Regions from separate parts of the Sus scrofa genome. Here region 1 is linked to region 2. The links are chromatin contacts, called in public Hi-C maps. All regions are on one chromosome and are shown on one strand. The core of a region is the stretch at or near the end of the contact, and the rest is flanking DNA. Distances in the headings are between cores, read along the strand shown. Region 1 overlaps ST3GAL6 (type 2 lactosamine alpha-2,3-sialyltransferase). Region 2 has its middle 81 kb from the start of DCBLD2.

Region 1 (2,943 bases), core at 69-2,568, 200 kb after region 2:
ATCCATGAGGATGTGGGTTTGATCCCTGGCCTCAATCAGTGGGTTGGGGATCCAGCGTTGCAGTGAGCTTAGTGTAGGTTGCAGACATAGCTCAGATCTGGTGTTCCTGTGGCATGGTGTAGGCTATTCAACCCCCAGCCTGGGAACTTACATATGCTGCAGATGCAGCCATTAAAAAAAAAAGACACACAAAAAAAATTACTTGGGGAACAGACTGAGTTGCCGTGAGACAGCAACAGGCAGTTGAGTGTATTCTGCCTTTCTGGGATTTACTTAAAATGTATCGCTCAGGCATGAGCTGGCCTGGTATTATCTTTGGGTTGTATCATGGGTTTCAGGCAAATGTAGAATGTAGAGTGTAGATAAAATTTATTATGTGAATTCCTCCTAAAAGTTAATATATAAATGAAAATAGCATTGTCATAAATATACACTTACCTACTTTCAAAATACTCCTGGAGTTCCTGTCATGGCTCAGTGGTTAACGAACCTGACTAGCATCCATGAGGATGCGGGTTCGATCCCTGTCCTCACCCAGTGGGTTAAGGATCTGGCGTTGCCATGAGCTGTGGTGTAGGTCACAGATGCGGCTTGGATCCCGTGTTGCTGTGGCTCTGGCGTAGGCCTGGGAACCTCTATATGCCACGAGTGTGGCCCTAAAAGACAAAAAGATAAATAAATAAATAAACAAACAAAATACTCTTTCTGAAGTCTCTAGGAGCCAAGTCTGAACACGTCAAACAAGCAATTTGGCAATGCTGAGTGTCTACTGCCTCACTGTGCTCACGCTGGGAGGATCCTACACAGGTATCTTCCATTCACTCTATACCTGAGGAATTTCTGACTGTACAGTGATGTTATTTGCATCTCTTGACAACTTCAGACCAAAGAACCCTTGTGCAATCAGCATGATTTTCAATCCCTGCTCGGCACCCACACCTATCTCCCTCCCAACGCTACTGATACGAAGAACCTGACCTGGGTTGATGGTGTGAGTGTGGCATTCTCGGTGACAAAGTGAGAAACGGTGGGGAGTCACCAGACTAAGTCAGCAAGAAGAGGGGAGACAGTCTGGGTGAGGCACATACAGATGATGAATACATGTGGAGGAAAGGGCTCTGAAAGCAAATAAATAAAGCACAGGCCAGTTCTAAGATAAAAACCAGCCAAGAATGAAACTTCTAATCACATACCATCTAGAATCCTAAGTAACTCACATTTACAGGGCCAAGGATTTTTTCAAATATTTGCAGATGCTTTCTGCAAATATTTAAGGTATAACCATTATCACTCTTAAAGCAAACATCCAGGCACTGAATAGACCCAGCCAGGATCACATCCTGGCTCTGGCATTTACCAGCCATAACAAACTGTGTATGTTTGCCTAGCCTTGGTTTCTCAATTTCAAAAATGGAGATCAGCAAGGATAATTTACAGGGTGGTTGTACAAATTAGAGAGAACTGACATAAAGCATATATGCCAAAGGTCCACACAAAGGAATATTCTACAGATGAAAGCTATATACACTTTAGATTAGAAAATGTATGGTTGCTGTGGATATGCAATCACAAACTGAAATTGACTAGGTTGATGGCATAGTTTTAAATTATAAAAAGTTGGAAAGATATTCAATGCTCCTGGATTGGAAAAATTAATATGGTAAAAATGGCCATATTCCCAAAGCAATCTACAGATTCAATGCAATCCCTATCAAATCACCCATGACATTTTTCACAGAACTAGAACAAACAATCCAAACATTTATATGGAACCACAAAGACCCAGAATTGCCAAAGCAATCCTGAGGAACAAAAACCAAGCAGGAGGCATAACTACCCCAGACTTTAGGCAATATTACAAAGCCACAGTCATCAAGACAGTGTGGTACTGGTACCAAAACAGACAGACAGTCCAAAGGAACAGAATAGAGAACCCAGAAATAAACCCAGACACCTATGGTCAATTAATCTTCGACGAAGGAGGCAAGAATATAAAATGGGAAAAAGATAGTCTTTTCAGTAAATAGTTTTGGGAAAACTGGATAGCCACATGTAAATCAACAAAACTGGAACACACCCTCACAACCATGCACAAAAATAAACTCAAAATGGCTTAAAGACTTAAGCGTAAGACAAAACAACATCAAACTCCTGCAAGAGAACATAGGCAAAACATTCTCTGACATCAACTGCACAAATGTTTTCTTAGGTCAGTCTCCCAAGGCAACAGAAATAAAAGCAAAAATAAACCAATGGGACCTAATCAAACAGACAAGCTTTTGCACAACAAAGAAACCATTAAAAAAAAAAAAAAGACAACCTATGGAGTGGGAGAAAACAGTTTCAAACAATGCAACTGACAAGGGCTTAATCTCTAAAATATACAAATAACTTATACAACTCAAGAGCAAAAAAACCAATAACCCAATTGAAAAATGGGCAAAAGACCTGAATAGATGTTTCTCCAAAGAGGATATGCAGATGGCCAACAGGTGCATGAAAAAAATGCACAACATCACAAATTATTAGAGAACTATAAATCGAAACTACTATAAGGTACCACCTCACACCTGTCAGAATGACCATTATTAACAAGTCAACAAATAACAAATGCTGGAGAGGGTGTGGAGAAAAGGGTACCCTCCTACACTCTTGGTGGGAATGTAAATTGGTACAACTGCTATGGAAAACTGTATGGAGGAACCTCAGAAAACTAAATATAGAACTACCATATGACCCAGAAATCCAACTCTTGGGCAATTTCCAGACAAAACTTTCCTTGAAAAAGATACATGCACCCATATGATCATTACAGCACTATTCACAATAGTCAGGACATGGAAACAACCTAAATGTCCATTGAAGATGAGTGGATTAAGATGTGGTATATGTACACAATGGAATACTACTCATCCATAAAAAAGAACAAAATAATGCCATTTG
Region 2 (2,700 bases), core at 61-2,560:
TTGGTTTTATTGATTTTTTTTCCTTTTTCTTCTGTTTAATAATCTATTGGCTTTTTAATATCTACTTTATTTTCTCTCTGACCTATATTATGTTCTAAATAAGGCATGCATCACCATGAACTTCCCTCTAAGAACACCTTTTGCAGCATTCCACAGATTTTGTATGGTTGTGTCTTCATTGTCATTTGCCTCAAAATATTTTTTAGCTTCTTCTTTGATTTATCATTAATATTGGGGTTTTTTGGTAACTCGTTGTTCAGTCTCATGTAATTGTTTTTTTCTCATTTCTTTTTCTGTTTTATGTTGATTTCTAGTTTCATGCCACTGTGAAAAGATGCTTGAAATAATTTTTATATTCTTAAATTTGTTGAGGCTCCTTTTGTGCTCTATTGTGTAGTCAATCCTAGAGGATGTTCCATGTGCACATTCTGCTTTTTCAGGGTGTAATGTCCTGAAAATATAAATTAAATCTAACTGTTTTATTATATGATTTAGAATCTCTGTTGCCTTGTTGATTTTATGTCTTGAAAATCTGTCCTTTAATGTGAGTGAGGTGTTAAAATCTCCTACTAGTATTGTATTCCCATCAGTTTCTCCCTTTTTGTCTGTTAGTATTTGTTTTATTTATTTTAAGACCCCAAATAATCTCTTATTCACAGCCTTCTGCATAGTTTTTTAGGTTAACAGACTGTACACATTTTAAAAGAGAATAAAATCATCACTCTCATGTGAATACAAAATGAACACATCAAGGATTTTATTTAACTCAGTAATAAGAGAACCAGTAAGGTATATAAAATGGGAATTTGACTTCCAGAGATTTATATTCTCTATCTGACAAAACTCTCTTGCCTTGCCATGAACAGGAATCATTTTCTTGGCTGCCCTTAGGAAATATTTTCATTATTGAACTCCTAGGGAGTTCCTGTCATGGATCAGCAGAAAAGAATCTAACTATCATCCATGATGATTCTGGTTCGATACCTGGCCTCAACTAGTGGGTTAAGTATCCAGTATTGCTGTGATCTGTGGCATAGGTCACAAACACGGCTCGGTTCTGACATTGCTGTGGCTGTGGTGTAGTCTGGTGGCTACGGCTCTGATTCGAGCCCTAGTCTGAGAACCTCCATATGCCATGGGTATGGCCCTAAAAAGACAACAACAACAACAAAAATTCTACAAGCTAACTTCTATCTCTATGAACCTGTAAGATAACCTAGTCAAAAACAGCCAAAAGCAGGGATGAGTCCACATAGATGAGCTAGCCAGAATGCCTACTAAATTACTAAGCTTTGCACAACTTTCCCCTTCAGGATCAAAGGCCATAGATAAGCCACACAAATATTTTGCTTTTTTTATTACCATTGGGACCTTCACAGAGCATCATGAAAGCTGTATAATGACTGAGATTAAATGATTTGCCAAGCAGGTGTCTGAGTCTCAGATTCAGAGTATTTTGATTAAAAAAAAATAAATTATGTTGATATTTGTTACACCTCTGAGTGTCTGAAATACAATTCATATCTGTTGTATTAAGTTTCTTAAGAACAGAGACATTGATCTACTTCTGTTTTCTTAGACCTGACACCAGATAAATAGGTAATTGGTAAATATTTGCTATATGGATATAATGAATGCTAAGGAACAAGAGAAAATTGAATATTTCACACAGTTAAATAAAACAATTGGGGAAAAGAACTTCTAATCATGAACTATCTCATATGTGTATTCTGCAAATTCTTACCCAATTTCATTGTATTCTGTGTGAGACAGATAATAAGAATCTGATATGGAAACCCAGAGGTTTATGCCTGTTTTCTAAGAAAACTGATAAAGGAAAGAACATCAAGCATAAAATTATTCTCTCTTGTAGGAAAGAAAGTTGTACTTGAAAACTATGCATCGCCTGGGCTCTAGAGAACACTCTCAGGATTATCTGATACTAGTCTGTTATCCTTGTGCTCTTTTGCAACTCTATAAATTGAAGATAAGTGGTAACAATGAAAAATAATTCTTGTATATTGATATACAAATCATGTCATGTCCAATAAAGACTCAATTGATTTCCCTTTCCTTCCTGTGGGGAAACAACTTTTGCCTCCATTTGCACATTCATTTCCATATTCCTGATTTATAAAGGTATCTGTTTCTTCAGATTCTCTAGAACCAGTTATAACATCTGCCTGTTATCCTCATTGTAAGAAGATAGGTTAAGGGGTCCTTGGAGAAAGAGAACCAGGAATGGCTTTCTTGATATAAAAGAAGCTATTTTGGCCTAAGCCATTTTGTGATCTAAGCCAGGCCATAATGATTGCCCTTGAACAGGTCTCAGCAACCATTGTTCTTAAGAAAAGTAAGGGAAGGCAGGAACAAAGGAAAAGCAGTCAAGAAACAATAGTTCAGCAATAAGACAGAATCCTAGTTCCTCCTCAAGGAATATACACCACAACCTGATACAGGTCTTTTGAGTTCTGTAGGAGCTTAAGCCCACACCAAGGTGGAGGATGGAATACTGATGTTAACCATCTGATTTCAATCAGCTGAAGCTTGGGCTCTGTCAAAGACATTTGTCCCAATTCCGTGCTGAATTCTCCTTTGCTCAAGCCTCTTCATGAATATGCATGCACCCTTAGCTTAAAACTTCCTTAGTTTTGCCCTTTAGAGAGATTTTTCTTTGGGAACAATCCCCTGTGTTCTCCT

Evidence for each region. Hi-C and Micro-C count contacts between places; a contact is called where the count stands out from the background.
Region 1: a Hi-C map of liver shows a contact between it and region 2, with 8 times the contacts expected there. The contact joins two enhancer-like sites. A contact is called at or near these places in 1 of 47 Hi-C or Micro-C datasets (liver) and 1 of 2 datasets of contacts at active chromatin or transcription factors (alveolar macrophages).

The regions. Positions count from the first base shown.
Region 1 is chr13:160,177,268-160,180,210 of Sscrofa11.1, forward strand. All of the region lies in intron 6 of ST3GAL6 (type 2 lactosamine alpha-2,3-sialyltransferase), which reads right to left. Among named protein-coding and RNA genes, the nearest start is that of ST3GAL6, 47 kb to the right of the region's middle. Within about 2 kb of position 1,319, at least 2 of the 83 cell types and tissues checked have an H3K27ac peak or open chromatin away from gene starts, as enhancers often do. A contact at or near this core is called in liver, where this site is marked.
Region 2 is chr13:159,981,766-159,984,465 of Sscrofa11.1, forward strand. No RefSeq gene overlaps it. Among named protein-coding and RNA genes, the nearest start is that of DCBLD2, 81 kb to the right of the region's middle. Within about 2 kb of position 1,311, at least 1 of the 83 cell types and tissues checked has an H3K27ac peak or open chromatin away from gene starts, as enhancers often do. A contact at or near this core is called in liver, where this site is marked.